Regions from separate parts of the Zea mays genome. Here region 1 is linked to region 2. Evidence: chromatin contacts called from public Hi-C data. All regions are on one chromosome and are shown on one strand. Each heading gives the region's core, a stretch centred on a gene start, on an enhancer-like site or on the middle of the called end of the contact. The rest is flanking DNA. Distances are from core to core; before and after follow the strand shown.

Region 1 (6,513 bases), core at 279-2,778, 250 kb before region 2:
TGCAGGTCTAGAAGATCGGTCGCCAAGATATTACGCAAGGGATTCAATTTTGTAGTTATTCTTGTTGACTGGGAAGTTTGGAAGCACAAGAATGCTGCTGTTGTTTGAAGGAACTTCTCTGAATGTCCAGTTTGTTCTTCAAATGATAGAAGAGGGATGCCAAATGTGGCATTTGCCGGTGCTTCTGCTCTTCGGGAGCTCATCCTGAGGTCGCTTGCTCTATACGGGGCCCCATAGTTTGGGTTATATGTCTGAATGTATGCACTCAATGCTATGGGGCCATTTGAACCAACAGTGACTTGTACTGGATTATGAGTCCAACATCTACATATACTAGTACAATGTCCGTGCATTGCGACAACACACAATCTTATTATTGTTATATTATGCATGATTAACACTGTAAATTGTATATACTTTTTTGACTGAAACATTGAGTAGATAGCCACCTTAGGATCAACTATTTAATTTGTACCAAAACCAACCTCACCAAAAGTTAGCCCATCGCCGAGGAACGTCGTGCCCGACCTGCCGTATAGGCCTCACCCATCGTCGAGAAAGAGACAGGGAGAGGAATATGCGTACCAGGGCCCACCCAACCGGTGCACGACCCGCCATATAGGCCTTGCCTGTCGTCGAGGAACGTCGTCCCCGCGTGAGTAAGTTAGATGCAGGGGAGTCATGTTAGTTGGGCGCAAGAGATGAGGGGAATCTCCGTAGATGACCACATGTTAGATTAGAAAGAAGTATAATGACTCTTTTGCAAAAGGGGCGATAGTAGGAACCAGAAAAATTGGTGTTTTATAGGAGTAGATACTGTTTCTGGTATCTTCTACCTGTGGCGCTGGAATGGATGTTTGGACATTGAATCATCATGGTAACAGCATTTTGTCATCTCTAACTGAAATTTTCCAGATTAGGGTATTGAATTCAGTTGATCATCGCGCGAAATCGCCACAGAAATCCCATTTGACATACAAGTCCGAAGCCCCAAACTCTGATACGGTGTTCACTGTTGAAGCATACACCTTACACAAAGGGAAAAAAAACCTAGCCACGCGCCTACACCCACAACTACGGAACAATCCTAAAACGACAACAACTAAACACGTCGCATAACGGGCCAATCGAACAAACAAACAAACAAAAATCCCGGAAGTAGAGCGATTAGGGGGAAGGGGGGAGGGGGACCTGGGAGATTAGCCAGGCGCGCTCTATACGCTTGGTGAAGTCGGATGAGCTCCCGGGTGAGTCGACGGTGGAGGCCATGGGAGCGAGGAGCCGGCGCCTTGGAGTCCGCCGAGAAGAGCCAGTGAAAGGCTTCCGGAGGCTTCCAGGAGGGGTGGGGCGACGGGGGCATGGGGTGAAGGCTGCCCCGTGGGCCCCGCAGATGGTCGCCGCCGGCGTCTGCATCGCACGGAGGGACTCCTCCGGCGCTTCGCTTCGGGTAGGAGAGAGGCGGGGCGGCAGGAGGCAGGGTATCGTGGGCCTCCTGTTCCCACTGGGTCCACTGGTTCGATCGATCGCGCTAGGCTGTCCGCACTCATGGACGGTAAAATCCCCTTATACCCTTTAGCGTGCACTCGCAGCCTGCAGCAACCGACGCTACACTCTACTGCATCAATGCCGAGGCAGCCTCAAACTCCAGATATAGCGCTCAACTGTGGGACGGCTGCAGGTGTGAGGCGGGTCCAGCATAGGTATAGTGTGTATAAAAAAAATTGAAAAAAGAATATAATATATGGTAGTTAGTATAGGGTTGAGATATAGCGTAAACATGGCTGCGGAGATTTATGGTATAGAGTAAAGAAGTTTGCTGACAAGGACGGAATGTTTTTTTAAAGTAGAAATTTAGAGTTATATGAGTGCGGATAGCCTAACACCAGTCCTGTTCCTTAGGCAGTTTGAGCATCAGCTGCTCTGCTGCTGTGGGCCTGTGGCTGTGGCTGTGCTAGTGCCCTAGTCCCTTTACAAAGATATTTTAACACTTTTTTATACGTAATGTATATATATACATATGTATAGTAAAAAAACTATAAGCTAAAATATTTTATAATTTAGAACAGCTGCACGCAGCAACGACTAAGACTATCGTGCGGTTTGGTTTGGTCTTTTTGTCCGTTATCGATTCATGGAGTAAATTAATTACGTTGTTTCGTGTTTGGTTAGAACATTTTGTATTGGTTCACAGAGCTATAGCATTGGTTGATAGGTGGTATGTAACTCCGTTCTATCACGACGTCTTACTATCACGACGACTCGACCGATTCTGCTTCATATTGATTTAGATGATTTTCACCAAAAACAGTTTTTATATAAATAGACTGAAACGCTAAGTGATTAGTAGTCCGCAACAACTTCTAATGACTAGAATCTGAATGTAAATTATTGGACCAACGGCCATCTGCGAGTAGCTCATCGTTGGCTTGTGGTGTCTATTCCTGTTGAGATCGGAAAGGGTTGGGTCGACTTATCTTGTTCGTCTGCTTCTGCATTGCATTTTTGCGTCCACCGGCGCCGGTTCTTTCGTTCGCCCAGCGGAGCGGAGCGGACCGGGTGGCCACCGGATCCATGCGCCTCCTCACAATGACAGACAGTGACAGTGACACACAGGCTGCCCAACTGTCAAATTAAATGATGTGACGGCCAGCTAGGCCGCGCGTGCCCGTGATTTGTCAGCGACGATCACCGTGGTGCCAATGCGAGCCATGGGGTGCGGCGGCGCATGCCATGGCATCCAAAAGACCGCAGGCTAAAAGAGAAAGAACGGAGTATCTTTTTGGATGAAAGAGAAAAAAAAAGCAGCAAATCTGATAAATAACATACACAGTGTGGGTCATGTGACTTGTGATGGCTATGGTCGAACTGAAGCCAAGGTTGCTTTCACGTTGAACGTTCGATTCCATGGCCGCCGTCAATCTTGATGATAGTGTACATGACATGAATCACAGGGCAAAAAGCATAAATAAATAAATAAATAAATAAAATAATAGTACTGGTCAATTGGTCCCCGTTCGACTGTTGTACATGCATGTACGATAAGCTTATACTCCCTCCAACCTAAATTTCATGCTACTTCTCTCTCGTTGCTTTGGCAATTAAAGTCAACCTTAAATCCCTATTCTTTTCTTCCAAAAAAAATAGACTATAAATGTGTATAGTCACGTGTATATAATTGCTTGGCCGGCATAAATTGAAATTGACGAAATCAGCACAACCACAATCTTCTAGCGCTACTTGTGGACCACGCGTCTTCTCCTGTGAATGAATTCGGGTTTGGATACGGTATGGATATGAAATTGGACCACGCGCGCGCTGATAGGGCTGAAATCTAGCGCTAGCGCTCGTCACGCACTCAGCACAGGTCAGCCAAATATGTTGGCGGGCCGGTGCCGACCAGGTTAGCCTTCTCGTTTTTTTACCCGTTTTTCGCCGAACGGCGAAAATGCAAAATAACTGAATTTCGCTCGGATTTCGTATTTTCTGTTCGGTTTACGTTTTCAAATTTGAATTTACGTTTTCGAATTTGAATCTACCAGATTTCGCTATTTCTCAGCGGGATTCACCGTTTCTCGGGCGATTTTTTTCGCTACCTATTCGTCCAGTTTTCAAAAAAAAAATAAAAATTGATAAGATATATTTATAAATTGTTCAAATTACGCTGCACAATGAATAATCAAATATTCACAAATAATTTGATGTCCAAAAACACGTAAATACATACATATGCAAATATAAAACCACAATTTAAGTGCAGCACACATCAATTAGAAGGTTACGGTCGTGTCATACAAGTATATATAAAGCTTTTCATAACACAATAGTGTCAATAAAGTACATATAAAGTTTCTTAGAACACAATTTTTCACACTAGTTGAATGCTAATGCATCCATATATTCAGCTGGAGGTATGTTCGAAGCCTTTACCTGCGCTTGGGCCGAATTCTTACCTGGCAGGCCCAACCCTCCTGGCACTGCTCGACCCAACTCATCTCCACAATAACCAGCCCACGAGCAAACTAGCACCAACCGGCGGGCCCCTTCCGCCAGTCTATCAGCTGTGGGCGTCTGCTTCTCGCATCTGTGCCTACAGGAGGACCCCACTAGACATTCACACACCTTCACGCACAAGCGCGTGCGGGTGCGGACTCATCCTGGTGCCGTTGTTGCGGGCCCCCGCTCAACCAGCCTCCCCTCTTTTTCCGAAATCCACACGCTCTCACGTATCACTACCGCGTGGGACCGACATGTCAGCTTCCCTTCATCGCGACGAGCTCCACGAGCAAATAACTCACTAAGAATCTGAGGCCATTGCGATTGGGATCTCTCCACCGTGGCACTATAAAATGTGAACCCCTACGACCCCTCTTCCCATCAGCTAGCCTTCCATCATAGGCGAGAAACCGAGGGTAGAGAGCATCCTCATCGGAGCAGGGGGAGAAGATGAAGCCGCCACCGTCGATCTACCCCATTGGCGACCCTCCAACCCCAGCAGGTGGTCCAGGAGCATTGCGTGATCCCGCCAAACGTGGATGTGGCCTCACCTGACAAGATCATCGATGGGGGGGACAATTGGTCACCGGAGTTCGGGGACCCCACGGATCCGCCTCGCGCTATGAATAGGGTGTTTGTCGCCTCTGATTCTGGTAAGAGACTCTCCCAGCCTGTTTGACCTGCCCTTCCCTTCGCGTAGCACCTGTTATTCTCATATTTTTGGGTGTGGGAGCACGACATCACTTTCTTCGGCGAGTTCCCCGTCGTGGGCATGCAGCGCCACCAGCGGGGAGAGAAGGCCTATGGATCACCGAGCTAGTAAACGACGAATGTGATTAGATCAAATACTTACCTCTTCGGCCGTGATCCCTGAGCCCTCGTATCAGGATCTGACGGTTCAAACCATGCACAGGTTCATAAAAGTCGTGGTCCAATCTTGGCCCTTGATTTTTGATCAAGCGGTCATGGCGCAAGTGGAATATAACCTCGGTCTGATCTAATCCCCACCATCGGGGTAAGATCAGACGGATCAGTGTGGACGATACCCCTTTGGACTGTCAATCTTTCAAAAGAGCCCCCACGTTTTATGCATATAAACCCGTCCTCCCACACATTTCAGAGAACAATGCATATAGGTCCTATTTTTAGCACATAAGTCCCTAAGCTTCTACAGAATGGGACCCGCGGTTCATCGAAAATATAAAATTTAAACCGAAAAAATCAATTCTTAGCATAAGAATATTTCCATAAACTTAAATAAATCATAACTTGTTTGTTTTTATTCCGTTTTACTCCGTTCAAATTGTGTTATCTCTGTAATACAGTTGCCTATGCAGTAACAACATTATTTGTAACATATCACCTATTTTTTATAATTAGATATTTATTTAACCTATGTTTAATAGATTAATCTTGCTAATCAAAGTTAATATGTCCATGACTATAAATTGATTAAAGATATAATCTATAATCAAGTTATAACTTAGATTGAAGTTGAATTAGTTATTTCTCTTGGTTATCTTTCTCACATGATTTATATTACTTAAAATCAACCTAGAACCTAGTTTTTTCATAGTTAATCACATAGATTTTCCAAAAGCTATATATTTTAAACATAACTCCAATTTTAGTGATTCTCGAACCTACGTTCTCATAGTGACACATAGAATATTATGTGTATTTTGTTTTCAGCTTTGGTGTAATGTTATTTTTACCTATTCTTTGTCTACCTATACGTATTGCTGCGAGTAGAAGTGAGGCCACGAGGAACCTGAAGACAAAATTAGAGAAGTACCTAGAGTTGCACCAACAAGACAAGTTGTGTCCTTGATCACAATTGTTGACCTAATAATGTTCTGTTAATCACTGTGGCGCAGATAGGTTAAGCTGATGGGACCTAATAGGTTGCCTAGTTTGTTTACCATACACCTTGCAAAAAATGAACTATTAGGTAGTCTTGCTAGTGCTCTACTTGGTTTATGGATTAATGTTACTTATCATTCATGCTCATGTTCTATTATGATTTTGAGAGCACCTAGAGGGGGTGAATAGGTGATCCTACAAAAATCAACTTTAAACAAGACAAACTTGGTTTATAATAAGTGTTAGTAGAACCAAAACCAAGTTGAGATGAATAGATATAGAAAGAAGAAGAGAACTATTCACTTGATGGTTCCTTTAAGATATGTATCAAACTTAGGAACAATAACACAAGTGAATATGTGAGAACTCTATGGAAGAAAATAATCACAATAAAGAAATGCACAGTGACACAATGATTTTATACCGTGGTTCGGCCAATGCCTACTCCATGTTGTGGTGACTTCCTTCGGTCAAGAGTTGCACTCAACCCCTCTCAAGTGATCCAAAGATCAAACTTGAGTATCATGGTTTTCTTCCATATATCAATTTTTCCATTTGCGAGGAATCTCCACAAGTTGGAATCTCTCACACCTTACATAGTTGATCTCAATTAAACACAAGAGTAAGGGGGAGTAGAAACACACATAAGAGACAAAA
Region 2 (6,776 bases), core at 2,981-5,480:
TGGTCATAAGCATTCAGCTTAAATAATAAAAAAGGCAAAAAAAATAAAAAAAGGAGCCACCACTGGTGCGATCATGCATGGTTGCATTGCATCACGGATAATCCTCCTAGATCCTGGACAAATCGATGATCTTCGTGATTCGTGACCTCTGTCGCGCGTTCGTTCCTCGACCCCTCCACTGCAAAACAAAAAAAAAGCAATCACGCCAGTGGGCAATTTGCCCTGCTACTTGGTCACTTGGAGCTCCCCGGTTGATGATGACTCCGAGTCGAATCAGCCCCCCTGATACAGGCCACATGCCAGATTTGCTCCCCTCCCGCCGCACGCACCTCGCATGTCGTCGTCGCTGTCCCGTTCCGTCACAAGAGTCGCAGGGCGCTTGTCCTCAAAAAAAAAAAAAAAGAACGACATCGTTGCGCGCGCGGCGGGGCTCGGGAGGCCAGAAGGCCGCGACCGCGAACCGTTCGAGAACGTGCCCCGAGGCCGGCTCCCGGCTGCGTCTGCGTCTGCGTCGGTGGGTGCGCCCCAGACGCCACGCCACGCCACGCCCCATGTGCGCTCGGCCGCTCGCGGTCGCGGAGGCGGGACACGGAAGCGCCCGGCAAACGGCGGGACCGCGCGGTGTGGGGGCCGCCGTCGGCCGTCCCTCCTACGGACCACGGCGGTGCCCGCGCTGCTGTGCTGGTGATGGGGCTGGGGGACGCCGCGCCGCGGGGCAACGTGGCGGTTGGCGACCGCGCGCTGGGGGGCCCCCGACGAACGTGGACGCCTCCACGGGGTCCCGCTTTTCGGTTGCGGGTGCGGGGCACGTATGGTAGATGGTACGGTGGTGGTGGTGGCGGGAGAGAACGGCCAGACGACGTCCGAGGCGAGCGTGCGCAAATTTGAATGCGGTTGTTGGGCTTCACTGCTTCAGCCTTGAGCGAGTACTGTACTGCTGTCTGTCTGCTCCGGGATTATTTGCCAAGAGCACGCAGATATTTAGGCACTAGAGCTCATAGTTAGGGCTAATTTGCAAACCTCATTTTACCAACGGATTTTCATTTTCCCAAGGGTTTCTAATTAAATTAGCTAGCTAACAGATAGCTAGCTAGCTAACTAGTAGTTAATTTACTAAAAGTAGATAATAGATGAACTATTAGCTAGACTGTTTGGATGTCTCAGCTAATATTGGCAGCTAACTATTAGGCGGCGTTTGGTTCAAGATATTGTAATAGTACTCGATTACGGATCGTATTGTATTCCATTGCTTCGTGTTTGTTTCGATCCTCTAGTGATCCGGTCACGGCGTAATTAGATACCACTCTATACAAAGTCAATACCGCTCTGAACCCCTTGCAATCGGATACCCCTACCCTACGACTGGCAACCAAACAAAAGACGTCAATCGTTACACAGTAATCACTAGCAACGGGACCCGATTACATTTACATTACCGCTCCACTGGGTGAACCAAACAATACCTTAGTTCTAGTGCATTTAAACACCCACTTATGATCTGTTTTGGTTTTGTGACTAACTGTGTCACACTTTGTCTAAGATTAGTCGTTTAAATTAAAAAAACTAACTTTAAACAAAAAAGTTAAATAAAATAAGTTAAATAAAATATGATAAGTTATACAATGAACCAAACAGACTACACTCAAATCTTGTTCCTCGTGTTTTTCCTCGCTCTTGTGATTCCAAGTGGACAAACAACCTCTCGCGACTCTCTCTTGCCAGGAAAAAAAATCTTTGGACTTCCCGTACATCCAAACAAGCCTATAGTCATTTATGTCCGTATCTATCTACACTCGATGTCTACACTTAATATTAATTAATATTAAAGAGGAATAATATCTTTCGTCTCTTTTTTTACCCCCATCGGTTCCAAAATGCAGTTCTTTCTGACCTTCTATTTTTTTTCCGCCCACATTCAAATAAATGATGATAATAAATATAGACATATGTTATTTAATATATATTTAGTCTAAAACAAATTATATTTTAGACCGGAGGAGTATTTCACGGTCTATCACCATGCATTCTCGTGTCTCCTATCACAACAGTCAAATCAATCATCTACACACGCCTAAATAAACTAAATCAAGCTAATGTAATTAGATAATCGAATTTTTGCTTGTCGGACATAACATACTAAATATTATTTAACATATAAATCATTTATTTCTACATAAAAAACTACTAGCAAACATCACAAGATCAAGAGTACTTACGCAGCGGCACGTGTGCGCGGACACAAACGACGGAGGCAACGGTGGCAAGTGTGAGCGTAGGCGGCAGGTGTCGTAGAGGCGGAAGGGGCCGGAGAAGACGCAGCAGGGGCACAAACGAGGTGGAGCGGCGATGGTGACCAGAGTGACGGCGGCGCTGTCGAGCGAGACATGAGCGAGAGCGAGAGAGGCGTGCGTGCGAAAGTGAAATGGCACGGTCGAGCTTCGTTCCTTAAAATTACTTATCCTCGACGGCTTGTCTAGCAGTCGTCGAACACAAACTTTAACTCCGACGACTGGCAGAGAAGCCATCGAAAATAAATAAAACATCCGACGTATGGTGCTGATGACGTCGGAAGTGCCCTTTCCTATTGTGTATGTAATTATGCCTCTCAGGATTTATACTCATATCAGTTACAACAAATCATGTCATGTTTAGCGACACTATAGAGTCGGATTCCAAGCAAATGGTTTCTTCAAACCCATTTCTTATCCCCAAAATGCATATGCATTCTCCTAGTCTTATATGTGACCAAGACGTATTGGCCCCGCCACAACGCACATGCATATTTATCGGTCATAAAAAAACTTCACCAATAAATTATACTCTATCCGTTTCAAAATATTAGTCGTGAACTAATTTCTTTTTTAATCATCTTCTGTGATGAAGAGAATTTGAGTTCTCAAACTAGCCCCAAATACGTAAGTAAGCCTTTTCAAAATAGTGTGGTTGTGATTGCGAAGGTTGAATAAGCTTCAATTTGTAATCGTTGACAGCTTTGGTCGATGGTTTACCTAGTTTATGCATGTGGATTGGAGCTTGCGTTTGACCGGGAATTTTCGCTACGAGGGCTGCTATTCCTGGACGCTATACTATACGCCCTGGATAGCTCGGGGTTAAGGCTTGAAGAAACGTTCAACGAAAACAAACACCTGGAAACACGACTTTTATGTATATCTTTGAGGGATTAGGTCAACTGTTCAGGCCTGCGACTGGGAGCTACCTGCGTTGCACTGCACCGTGGCGTGGCATGCGCGGCGGCGCCGGCAATGACCCGGGCCTGCGCGTGCACATCTGCTTTCGGTCCAAAGATCAGATGAGCTAATCCAGCAACTTTGATCGGTTCCGCTGAACGAAGCCGAGGGCTGCCCATTTGCTTTTTGCACCAGCGAAACGTTCGGCCGGGAATTGACCTTTTCCAGCTTTCCTGCACCCTGCTGCACAGGCTTTTCCAGGTCCGCCATGGGGCCTATTTGGTTCAGCTTTTTTCTGACCAGCTTTTCTGAAAATCTGGCTGTGAGGAGAATCTGGCTGTGGAGAGAATCTGAGTATCATTACGATTATGTGTGGAGAAAGATAAAGTTGTTCATATGACTCAGGATCTAGAAAGTGACGGATTCCTACTATTACAACGACTCAACCGATTATGTGTTTATGTTGATTTTGGATAGTTTTTGTCCGAACGAATTTTATAGAAACTGGCTGAAAAGCTGAGCGTTTGGCAGTCCGCAGTAGCTTTTGGTGGCCAGAAGCTGCCAGAAGCCGAAACAAACAGGGCCATGGCCATGGCGCAGACAGGCAGGCATTCAAGCCTAACGCACGCTCGGGGTGCACGCGCCAGGGGACACGTAGTGGAAAACCGCTCGGTAGCTTAACAAGAGAGGCGCAATTAGAGCCGTTTGGTCGCCCTTAACTCGGCGACCTCCACTTGAGCATGAACGAGAGCCCTAAATTTTTATTCTCTAAATTTTTATTTACAGAATTATTTATATAAAAACTAATTTCTATAGTTTTACTTTATTATACTTTATATATCTTATTTATATTCTGAAAAATGCTATTGTTTTTTTGAAATTTAGAATAAAAGATAATTATATCTAGATAACCCAGCTGGGAGAGGATACCGAGCTCTGTTGCCTGTTGGGAGTTCCTCTTAATTCTCTACTTCCCTGCCGCCCGCGGCAACCGTCCTCCCTCCTCCACCTCCACCAGCTGCACTCCCCACGCCGCGCACCCGCCCCTCTGCCCCTCCTCCAGCTCCAAACCGGAAACGCGGGGATACCGCGCCGTCCGCGTGGCGTGTCCGAAGAGATCCCACGACCCGGCGGGCGGCGCTGCGAGGCTGAAGGCGCGGCGGCGGCGGATTTAAGGGCCTCACCGGCTCGGGATCTCCGCGCGATCGCCGCTGGGCCGCGCGCTCGAGGTAAGGAGGTTTCTGGCGCTTGCTGGCTGAGTTCCGGAACTAGAGTTTAGGACCTGGTTGGTGCGTAGCGCCGATCTATATTCGACACGCCGTTTTTTTTTTTTCCTTTTCCTCGATTTGAGCTGGGGGAGCAGGATGGCCTAGCTTGCCCGCCGGGTGTGGGGGGCATTTGATCGGGGTGTGCGGGTGGGAGAGTTGACTGGGCAGGCTTACCGTTGATCGCGAACTCGGCGGGACCAGGTGGTTTTGGAATTCTGGATCGCTTCCTGCTACTCCTCCGGTGAATCCGGCCGCTCCTCCTCGGGTTCTTCGGCGCCCCCTGAAATGGTTCCGCTATGCCACTTGGGATTCTCGCTGCGGATTGGGTGGGTCTTACCGGTTGAGTACCGAGAACTTTGGCATGGAGTGACTCGTGATTTCGTTCGTTGGAACACGGCTCGAGCTTGTCTGTTTAGCAGGTTAATCTTGCCAATTGCGACATTTGTTTTTTTCTTCGTGCTTTGTGTCTTCGGTAATTTGGAAGCTTAATTACTCCGCAGTGCGTTTTTTAAAGACTAGGTGCTTCGCACTAGCACATTAGCTATTTCTTTAAAAAAAATTAAACGAACATATACCAAAACCCAACGGTAGATCCTGAATTCCAAACTAAATCACCCTGCACTTAATGTGCTCTTGCTGTCTGAATTTTCAAGGAACTATTGTTTTATTCGCCCAACTTTGCAGATAGCATGTGCGCTATCTTTGGGTACAACGATTTTTAGCATTATTATTCGATTTTGTCCAAGTGAATTCTCGGCAACGTCAAGTGAAGTCTGGCGGTTTAGCTGGTACTATGTGTCTATGTCCACCACTCCACCGTCATATTTTTCCCTTGTCTCTGTCATGGCGGGCATATCCTTGATGCATGTGCATAGCTCATAAGTGGCAAGTATTAAAAAATGTCCCTGTTTCCCATGCTGCTTCTGGCGAGAAATTATTAGGAAACTGATTCGTCTCACATGCATGTGCATTGTCCTGTCTGTTCTAAAACCATCAGAATCTCCACGAATAATGTTTATGTGCTTTGTCCTTGCTCAATTGATGTACGATCCCATGTAGCAGCTGCCATTTGTCCAAAGATCTTTTTTATGCTTTATAGTAGATCTACAATGCATTTATACATTCAGATGCCACCTTCCTCCCCTGTTTCCGAGCCTCTGTCTAGTCACTCTCCTTCACGATTGGCCGCACTAGCTATAGCTGTTCGAAGTTTTGGCGCTGAAATCGGTAAAATTTCATTTCTATACGCAATTCAGTCACCTGCAATTTGTAGTCTTGTGGATGACTCGGGTTCATTGTTTTAGTACATGCTAATTTGGTGCCCTTTGTTGTTTTCTCTTATGTGCAGAAAGTTCCTGTTGCTTGTTTCAAATTGAAATTTGGATGTTCGTTCTTCTTAATTTGAGGCTTACCTATTTATTTGGTGTCTGGTTGTGTGCCTTTAGGTATACATTGGTTGTTGCAGCAAGCTGGTTTCTTGAGATCCATATTGATGTGGTTTGTTCTGGAAATTTTTATTCTTCATGGATGCTATTAAGAGCCATGCAAAGAAGGTTGATCTTGTTGATGAGACTCTAAGACCACCACTAGTTCCATCCGAGAAGCACAATGCTTTCCGAGTGAGGAATGTTGCATCCAGGTGCAAAACTGATCTGGCTGATGCCACTAAGATAAGAAGATGTACATCACCAAGTCTTGGCCAGACCTCAGCAATTGAAGGCACACCAGCACCCAAAAGAGCTCAGTCTGCAGATAGAAGAAGGCCGACACCTTCAACCCCTCCCTCTAAGGTGTCAACACCCTCAACCCCTGTGTCAAGGTCCATCACACCAGTTCGTGATACCACTAGAGACTTACACAAGAGTTCCAAGCGTATAGCAAGCACAAAGGCTCCTGATGGCTTGTGGCCAGCAATGCGTAACTTGTCTTCATCTTTCCAGTCGGAATCTGTGGCTGCACCTACTACTAGAAATGATAAGGTAGTCACGGCTTTGGATTGTAGCAAGGGGCAAGTGAGTGTTCTAACGGAGAGGAAGAGAAGTCCTTTTAGAAGGAAAAACATTGGTGAACATTGTGAGAATGCTCAACCTTCAGAGGAGCCCCCTAAGAGGTTAATTGAGCAACACAGATGGCCAGCCATGATAGCTGGGCAGGCGCCGAAGAATCTCATGTCAAGAAGCATTGACCTTTCGGACAAAGCTAATATACCAGTCGCATCATCAAATACATCAAGAGGTCTTTCACCAAGGAAGACGCCTTCTGTCAGACCTGTGCCATCATCAAATACATCAAGAGGCCTTTCACCAAGGAAGACCCCTTC

What was found. Hi-C and Micro-C count contacts between places; a contact is called where the count stands out from the background.
Region 1: a Hi-C map of tassel shows a contact between it and region 2, with 5 times the contacts expected there. The contact joins the promoter of LOC100286100 here to the promoter of LOC100275573 in region 2. A contact is called at or near these places in 3 of 25 Hi-C or Micro-C datasets (leaf and tassel).

What each region holds. Positions count from the first base shown.
Region 1 is chr7:122,932,737-122,939,249 of Zm-B73-REFERENCE-NAM-5.0, reverse strand. It overlaps LOC100286100 (tsi1-interacting protein TSIP1), which reads right to left and starts at 1,528. Exons shown (of 3, transcript NM_001158988.2): 1 at 1,192-1,528. The coding sequence starts at 1,413. It overlaps LOC111589723 (a long non-coding RNA gene), which reads left to right. Exons shown (of 2, transcript XR_002748811.2): 2 at 1-400.
Region 2 is chr7:122,685,496-122,692,271 of Zm-B73-REFERENCE-NAM-5.0, reverse strand. It overlaps LOC100275573, which reads left to right and starts at 4,230. Exons shown (of 7, transcript NM_001371678.1): 1 at 4,230-4,417; 2 at 5,902-6,776. The coding sequence starts at 5,980.